2 separate regions of the Sus scrofa genome follow, and region 2 is linked to region 1. Evidence: chromatin contacts called from public Hi-C data. All regions are on one chromosome and are shown on one strand. The core of a region is the stretch at or near the end of the contact, and the rest is flanking DNA. Distances in the headings are between cores, read along the strand shown.

Region 1 (4,692 bases), core at 914-3,413:
TTATGTAAAACTTGAGAAAAGGCAAATGAATCTATAATGACAGAAAGCAGATCAATGGTTGCTTAGGTGTGGGAGGTAGGGAGGAATGAGAAAAGAAATTATAAAGAGGCATGAAGGAATTTAAGGATGACGGATTTATTCATATGATTATAGTGATAGTTTCAAGGGGATATACATATAAAAATTTATCCAATTGTATTCTTTAAATATGCTTCATATATTATATGTCAATTATACCTCAATAAAGCTGTCTTTAAAAAAAAACAGCAATTGTATTTCCCATCGTGGCGCAGTGGTTAACAAATTTGACTAGGAACCATGAGCTTGCGGGTTCGGTCCCTGTCCTTGTTTACTGGGTTAATGATCCGGCGTTGCCGTGAGCTGTGGTGTAGGTTGCAGACTCGGCTCGGATCCTGCGTTGCTGTTGCTCTGGCGTAGGCCGGTGGCTACAGCTCTGATTCAACCCCCAGCCTGGGAACCTCCATATGCCGCGGGAGCGGCGCAAGAAATAGCAACAAAAAAAGACAAAAGACAAAAGACAAAAAAAAAAAACAGCAATTCAGGTGTCAGATTTTGAACAGAGCAGAAAGGATGCAGAATGGAAATCTTGGTTAAAGGTCTCAGTAAGACCTTTAACAGAGTGGAATCTTAGCTAAAGGTCTCTTGTGAATTATCCAAGTACGCAAGGATCCATGCCTCACCAGACTTCAGCAGAATTTAATAAGCCATCTCCCTGTTATTCTCCAGAAATGGTGACGATAACCACTACCGACTCTGTTTTCAGGAAGACAATGATCCAATAAGTATAAAATGAATTCCATGTCGTAAGAGAGATTTCAGTTAAACACCTAATCCATACTTATAAACATTTTTAAAGGGCTTTCTCCTTACAAGATCGTTTTAGTATCGAGAGTGAACTGTTTGTATGTGAATTCCAATACAGATACAATACACTCATTATTTTAAGCCTCAAAGCCTGAGTTTCCTCAGCTGTGAAATGCCGTAAGAAATAAGAAAAACTAGGAAACTAAAAAGAGCAGATTTTTGCCAGAATGATTAATTCTTCCTTTTTGGGCAGCCTCTTCTCCCTCTGCTCTGAGAGGTTTCCATTTCTTCCCAACTCCACCAGCAGTAATTATCTTGAATGAGTCAAGCTTCTCTCCCAGAAGTTCCATCCCTCTATCACTAGACTTCTCAAGAGAGGTCCAAGAGGTAGGTCCCTGCCATATCCCTGGCTAACCATTAAATTCGTCAAGAAGATGTCCAAGACTCTGCCACACTCAGCTGTGAATGCAGACCATACTGATGCGCTGGGCTGGGCTTAAATGCCGTGCATTTTGGGCTGAGTTTATTGTGTATTCTGTGCATCGTGTATTCTAGAAGTTGAGCTTCACTTTCCAGACATTTTTTATTGCACAGCTAAACCGACAGTATTTCAACAGCATCCTCATTTCTAACTGCGGGTGGAGGTAATTTTCCAGGATGGCCTGTGTTCCCTGTAAGCAGAACCATGTTGGCTGTGAGCCTTTTAGGGAGGATACAAGAACCAAGACCTACTGAACAGGAATAGTGGTTGGGTTGGGCCCACAGACTAGCATTAAGCATCTATAGCTTCAATTTCCAGTTGTCTATGTGTGGGACTTTATCATCTCCAAAACTCAATTTTTTCATCTCTATAATGGGGCTAAAGCCACCTAATTTTTTTAAGTGTTATTAACTTCCATGATAAATTACAGTACGTTGGCCAATTCTTACCTTAAACTATTAAAGACAGCGTTTAACACAGTAATTCAACTTTTTTCCCAAACTTATACCTAAGTCAAAAAGCTTCCATAACCATAAATTACTAAGAAAACAAAGCTTTCCCTTTTTGAGTTTAAGAATATGAAAAGACCAGACCTAGAAACAAGCCAAAATCAAGTTAAGTCCTAAAATGGTACGAACCTCAAAAAGCCAGGCAAGGTTTGCCTACAAAGCTCCGCCTCCGTGTAAACCCTGCCCACTTCCGGCTACCCCACCCACTTTCTGACAGTGGAATACCGCCCCTCTCTGCGAGGTCCCGCCCCCTACAGCTGATCCTGGTGCCCATTGGGCGAATGTGGACGCTGTGTACACACCCAACACACGCACTTTTGGCAGGGGCGTCTTCGCGCCTGCGCAGCAGCGTCGTCAGGCAGCTGTGAACAGGGGAGTGGGGACTGGGGGGAGGGGGGCGGAGGTCAGGCCGAACCTTCCTCCGTAATAAGAAGCTACGCGTCCCGCGGTCCTGGCTCGGTGGGTCCGGTCGGATCGGGCCTGGGCGCTGGAGCTGCTGTGGCTCCCGCCGCGGCGGGTGCGATGGAGGCCGTACCGGAGCCCAGCGGTCACGCCGGGGGAGGCCGAGACAGCCGGCGGTGCTGGTAGATGAGGCGGCGGCGGTGGCGGCAGCACGGACTCTCCATGAGCAAGCGGAGGCGGCGACGGGTGCGGCGGCACCGGCGGTTTTCGGTCCCCGAGGAGGTACGAAAGTCGGCTTCCGGATGAACGGAGACTGGCTCCTGTGGGAATGCCTTCCACATACAGGCCCTCCCGCCCATTACCCGCAGCCCCAGGCGGGCAGGGGACGCCCATCCCTTTCACCCGCTTCTGGTTTGGAGACCCGCCGCTCGTGCGGGGCCAGCCCTCAGTGCCGGGCCTCCCCCTGCGCTCTGGGCCGGGGGCGGGGTGGGCGTGGCCGGAGTGCGGCGGGCGGAGGGGGGCGCACACCGCCACCCCAGCGGGTCCCTGCCCTCAGACCCGCGCTGCTTCGAGCTGGAGCGCGTGGCCGCTTTATAGATTATTTCGGGGCGCTGATTCGGGAACGAACCCTTAGGACCCTCGAGCTCTTAGGGAGCCCGACATTCAGTGCCTTGGGCAAATGGTCTGGTGCTCACGACCCGCGTGGGGTGGTTTGCTACCCTTTGAAATGACCCCAAAAGAAAGGTGTCGTTTTGCCAAGGAAATAGAGGTCTGGTGCGCTTTCTATGTTTATTCAAACAGGAAGGCCTGTTGAGGCAGGAAAATAAAGCCAGCAGGGTGCCTTCTCTATGGCTTCTAAATCAGTGCCTAACGAAACAATGTTTTTGATATATGGCCAAAACTTAAGGCAATTTAAGTAAAGCTCTTTGCAGCTATTTCGCCATCTTTTTAAGTCATTTTTATTGTCATTTGCTTTGAAACAAATCTGCTCATTCATACAGAAGCAAAATTGTGTCCTCTAGTTCTTTTAATCCTCTCTTACCCCCTCCCTTTTTTTCCAGAAAAAGGCTGGAGAAGTTAGTTTCATTTTGTATGTATGTGTGTATAATTGTAGTTAATTCTCCTAGAGTGTAACTATTGCTTTACAGAGCTATAGTTGCTCATTTGTAATGTCTAAAAGATAATTTGGCCAAAAATACTGCAGAAATTTACAATTTCTTTCCAATGCAATATTTAGGAATCTGAACACAGAGGCTTAATATGTAACCTTGCTACAAAGTTCTTTAAAATTCAATAGATATCAATCAAGCCACGAAGAAAGTTATTTTTATTTTTAAAGTATTTAAGTGTTTTGTGATTTTTAAATAATCTGCTCTGGAACATGTCAGTTCCTGTTAAGAGGGAACTGAGTTTGTGGTTTCCTAGGCTCTAGATTTGCCACGCCCTCTTATTCCTGAGTGGTTGACTACAGCCAACATGTTCGCTATATATAAACATTTACACTTCAGACTAAATATAGTGTTGAATATTTTAGAGTCCACAGTATCTTGCCAGTTGAAAATACTGTGTGCGTGTGTGTGGAAACTGAATTTTTAGTCTGCCAGTGTTGCAAAATAGGTTTGAACGTAATTCTTTAGTCAAATAAAACACATAGGTCTGCAGCTTTGAGTGTTGGATTCATACTGTGCTTGGGAGGATGTGGCACTTGAAAAGATAAAGTAAGACACTGACCTCAGCCACTAATTTCTGTTTCTGTTCTTCAGATGCTTCCCTTTTTCATAAAAAAACTCATTTCCATAAAAGTAACATATTGGGAAACCCTATGGTATTCTTAGTTTAGGCACTTGTTTGTACCAGATAAAGTAAAGCAGTATTTCAGTTTGGTTTCATTAGGACCTTATTCTTTAATTTTTTTAAATTTTGCTGTATAAAACATGCATATGACACCAACATGTTTATTAGAATACTGTCAGTGACTTTAAAAACAAAATGCTTAGCTATCCTCAAGATAGAGGTAAGATGGATGCCATTTCAAATAGGGAGTTCATTTCCAAAACATGCAGAGAGGGGAATCAGGATAATTATCAAGTTCTCAATTAGATCTTCACAGAATGGCCTCCGTAGTTAAAATTATAGACTATCTAGCATGGTCCTCAATTGCAAGTAAAAACCCCAAAGTGTATAGAAATGATTTTTGTGTTAGCTCTGCTACTATTCAATTAAGTTCTTAGGATTACTCTTCATATGTTATCTTTCAAAGCCAACTGGCTGAAATTCCCCTTGTGTCTCAGCAGGTTAAGAACCTGACATAGTCTCCATGAGGATATGGATTAGATCCCTGGCCTCGCCCAGTTGGTTAAGTTGCTCCAAGTTGCAGCATAGGTTGCAGTGCGGCCCAAATCCAGTGTGGCTGTGGCTGTGGCTGTGGCCTAGGCTGGCAGCTGCAGCTCCTATCCAGCCCCTAGCCTGGGAACT
Region 2 (4,692 bases), core at 1,371-3,870, 52 kb after region 1:
GTTGCCCTGAGTTGTGGTATAGGTTGCAGACATGGCTCAGATCCCAAGTTGCTGTGGCCATGGCTGGCGTAGGCCAGCAGTTACAGCTCCAATTAGACTCCTAGCCTGGGAACCTCCATATGCCTTGGGAGCGGCCCCAGAAAAGGCAAAAAGACAAAAAAAAGAATAGGATTTTTTTAAAATCTGCACTGTGCATGGAGGTCCCATCACGCCTCAGTGAAAACGAATCCGATTAGTATCCATGAGGATGCGGGTTCAATCCCTGGCCTCACTCAGTGGGTTAAGGATCCAGCATTGCCCATTGCTGTGAGCTGTGGTGTAGGTCGCAGATGCAGCTCAGATCCCACGATGCTGTGGCTATGACGTAGGCCAGCAGCTACAGCCCCAATTTGACCCCTAGCCTGGAAACCTCCAAATGTCGCAGGTGAGGCCCTAAAAAGACAAAAAAAACAACAAGTCTGCATAATAATAAAAGTCTGCATCATCTTAATAGAACATACATTAAATGGATGGGATTTATTTTCCACAAAATAACTCTAAAAGACAATTAGTAAGATATGAGATGCTATCAGATCCCACTTCCTAAATATCCACCAGGAAGACTAATGCGTCTTCCAAATCTTCATCAAGGAAATGAAAGGTAACAAATATAAAAATAAATTGCAATCTATAACATAGTGATCTACAGGGCCCCAAGAAAAAGTGTCAAAATTAAGACTCATCTTGTTTTGTTCCAAGGAAAAGTATATAACTAGTTGATTTAAGTATCCAAGCCCCTTGAAAAGTATTATTTACAGAGAGAAGTGGTAATTCTTAAGCTTCTACCATAATTTTGATGATGAAACATTATTCAGGGCTTTCCAAGTTCCTTTTCCTTGTTCTTTGATTACCACACAACTTCCCAAGTTCATGGATACAGGAAAGAGTGCACTGGGTTTTCAACCTGAAAATTCTGATCACTGGAAAGAGTTATCTTCTATTCCAACATAAACTGACATTCTAATGTGTACATTCTGATGTGCACATCATTCTTTTACTTTAGTTTGAATTGAGTTCCTGAAGTCTGAGCATACATGAGTAAAAATATAAATTTGAACTTCTTACATTGGAAATATGATAACTAGACATTCCTTCTCATTGACAACTGCTAAAATCATCTCTCGGGTTTCATTCCCCAGCCCCTGCCCTGCCCTTTACAAAAAAAAACAAGAAAAAATTTGGTTTTATTTTTTGGTCTAATGAAATATCTAGTCAAACCAAATTTAGGCAATTTATTTAAATATCAAAATGACTAATTAAAATTAAAGTAACAACCAAGAATTTAAACCAAAACATATGGACGCATGTTTGCATAAGTCTCATTTACATTTACTCACAAAAGAAAAAAAACCAAAACATAATAATCAAATTGGCTTTAAAACAACACTCAGAAATTATTTTTGAACTTTCATTATCCAGCAACATAATATATAAAGTAGTTTGGCACGCTAAGAATAAAGTATTTAAGAGACATCCCGTGTGTTACAGAACAGGGTAGGAACACTTGCATTTTAAAAGCATAAATTTAAGATTTTAAATAACAGACTTCTTTCATTGGGTCATTCAAAAGCAACTGTATTATTCCCTAAAACAAAAACCAAAAATTCTACCACACTACAAAGAATTCAGCCTCAAATCAGGCACTCTAGCTCCTCAACGGTGTCCGCTTAAGTTTTATTTAAAAGGAAAAAATGCTCACCAAATTCACTGTTTGCCTAAAACAAAGAAATGTCTATTACCAGCTCTAAATCTACAGGGCAGAATTCTCTTAGGACCATGATGCCAAGAACTTCAACCGCAACTGAAACTGTCTTTGCAATCTCCGTTTCCAGGAGACTGAAAGGCTGCAGAGACGCGGGAGGATCCCGCAGGGAGGTTGAAGCGCCGGAGGGAGCGGGAGGGGGAAGGGGTGAGCCCCACAGAGGAACTGCATTAGACTTTGAGAACGTATAAAGGAGACAAGGTTAGCTACAGAAAAAAAATAGATTTATCTTCAGCTCTAAGTAGGTTATGAAATAGAGAACTTATAGTTATGAGCATAAGGAAAAATGACAAAAAACAAACCCAAAACATTAACCCTTCAAGACCAGAGCGTAAGCGAAGTAGGAATCAGGGCGGGGGGGGGGGGCCGCAGGGAAAGTAAGGGCCCAAAACACCAGGTTTTGAAAAAAAAGTACGTAAGCTCGGAACTTGGCCCGGATTTAGATCTCCTGTCCCGGTAAGTAGACGGCAGGAGGAAAGGATCGCACATACGGCTGTAGACTGCAACACGTCTACAACGGTAACTAGCCCTGCACAGGAAGATGTCGTCTCTCCCCCTGCTTGCTACCGTTCATTTCCTTATATCTTACTCCACCACCAGCAGCACTCAAGCAAAACTTTGCACCGCAGAAGCACAGCAAAAAGAAAATACCTGAGTCCCAAGAATCACTCCCGCAGCAACAGGAGGAGGAGCCGTGGACGACTGGAGCCCGGGCAAGATCCTCACTTGCCTCTAGTCAAATCTCAATTCCTACGGGTGGGGCGGGGAACTTCCGCCCGGAGCGAGGAGAGCGTCACTTCCGCTTACTGCCGTCTCCTTTCCTCGCCTTCCCTGCTACAGAGACGTTCACTACGTTCACTCGTTCACTACGTTCGCTACGTTCGCAACACTCTCACTTCCTTTTCCAGAAGACGTCAGCCTAATCCGAATTTCTGACGTAGACTACATAACCCAGCATTCATCACTGCAGGTTAATTTCCGGGTTAAGACGTCCGCTCTGGGTACATCACCATGGAAGCGATCGGTTTGGTCACGTGGTGCCCCTGGTTACGCCCGGTGGCAGCTGTGGGGTCTGGCGCTCCGGCGGGGGCCATTTTGCTGAAGGCAGCCTCAGAGTCAAGCTTGGCAGCTGGTCAAGCTGTTCCTTTTCCTCTTCTGCAGCTTGAGGCTTGGAGAGGAACAAGAAGGCTGGGCTCCATCGAGCCCTTCGGAGACGATGGTTTCCTCCAGCCTCCACTTGACGACCCTCCATGGCGGCTGCGCCCTCCGCGCTGCACCCTCTGCCTCCCCTTCCAGCCCTCGGTGCCTCTCGCCTTCAGAGCCGCAGTCGTCCTTCCGCCTCAGAGACTGATGATAGTCTACGTGGGGGCGCCATGAGAGGCGAGAAAAACTACTGCCGAGGAGCTGCCGGAGACCACGGCTCCTGCTCCCCGACACCTTCGCCTCTGGCCTCGGCCCTCTTGATGCCGGCGGAGGCAGTCTCAAGTAGTTGGTCTGGGTCTGGAGGTGGTTTGTCAGGGGGAGACGAAGAGGAGACTCGGCTTCTTCAACTCCTCCGAACCGCGCCGGACCCTTCCGAGGCTTTCCAGGCTTTGCAGGCTGCTTTGCCGCGGCGAGGCTGTCGACTTGGCTTCCCCCGACGGAAGGAAGCATTGTATCGGGCCCTGGGCCGAGTGCTGGTGGAAGGAGGTAGTGATGAGAAGCGACTCTGCTTGCAATTCCTCTTGGACATTCTTCGGGGTCAGGGGGAGGCAGGCCAGCTGGAAGAGGCCTTTAGCTTAGCACTTCTGCCTCAACTGGTTGTTTCCTTACGAGAAGAGAATCCGGCCTTGCGGAAAGATGCGCTCCAGATCCTACACATATGTCTGAAACGTAGTTCCGGACAGGTGCTGAGAACGCTGATACAGCAAGGACTGGAAAGTACCGACTCCCGGCTTAGAGCTTCCACAGCTCTGCTATTCCCTATCTTGCTTACACCTGAGGATTTGTTGCTCGGCCTAGATCTTACGGAGGTGATAATATCCTTAGCACGAAAGCTTGGCAGTCAGGAAATAGAAGAAGAATCTGAGACAGCTTTCTCTGCTCTTCAACAAATTGGGGAGCGTCTTGGCCAAGAGAGGTTTCAATCCTATATCTCTCGCCTGCCTTCTGCCCTGAGGAGACACTACAATCGCCGCCTGGAGACACATTTCGGAAGTCAGGTTCCTTATTATCTGGAACTTGAAGCTTCTGGATTGCCTGAAGATCCCCTTCCCTGTGCAGTGACTATTTCCAACAGTAACCTTAAATTTGGGATTATTCCTCAGGAGCTGCATTCAAGATTGTTAGATCAGGAAGACTATAAGAACCGGACTCAGGCCGTCGAGGAACTAAAACAGGTGATGGGACGCTTTAACCCTAGTTCCACCCCTTATTCTAGTCTTGTCGGTTTCGTTAGTTTGCTATATAATTTGTTAGACGATTCTAACTTCAAAGTGGTTCATGGCACACTTCAAGTCCTGCATTTACTGGTTATTCGCCTTGGAGAGCAGGTACAACAGTTCTTGGGACCAGTTATAGCAGCTTCTGTCAAAGTGCTGGCTGACAACAAGTTGGTGATCAAACAAGAGTACATGAAAATCTTCCTCAAGCTGATGAAGGAAGTAGGTCCTCAACAGGTGCTTTGCTTACTCCTGGAACATCTCAAACACAAGCATTCTAGAGTGAGAGAGGAGGTGGTGAACATTTGCATCTGCTCCCTCCTAACTTATCCCAGTGAGGATTTTGACTTATCCAAACTGTCTTTTGATCTTGCCCCAGCTCTTGTAGATAGCAAACGCAGGGTACGCCAAGCAGCCCTTGAAGCCTTTGCTGTGTTGGCATCATCAATGGGCTCAGGTAAAACCAGCATC

The links. A called contact is a pair of places that touch in the nucleus more often than the background predicts.
Region 2: a contact with region 1 is called in a Hi-C map of skeletal muscle, with 4 times the contacts expected there. The contact joins the promoter of TOGARAM1 here to the promoter of C1H14orf28 in region 1. A contact is called at or near these places in 10 of 47 Hi-C or Micro-C datasets (adipocytes, alveolar macrophages, blood and 5 more) and 2 of 2 datasets of contacts at active chromatin or transcription factors (alveolar macrophages and skeletal muscle).

Annotation. Positions count from the first base shown.
Region 1 is chr1:175,143,755-175,148,446 of Sscrofa11.1, forward strand. It overlaps C1H14orf28, which reads left to right and starts at 2,164. Exons shown (of 5, transcript XM_003480458.4): 1 at 2,164-2,499.
Region 2 is chr1:175,195,552-175,200,243 of Sscrofa11.1, forward strand. TOGARAM1 (crescerin-1) reads left to right here and starts at 2,621. Exons shown (of 22, transcript XR_002346627.1): 1 at 2,621-4,692. KLHL28 (kelch-like protein 28) reads right to left here and starts at 3,626. Exons shown (of 5, transcript XM_001926290.5): 1 at 2,453-3,626.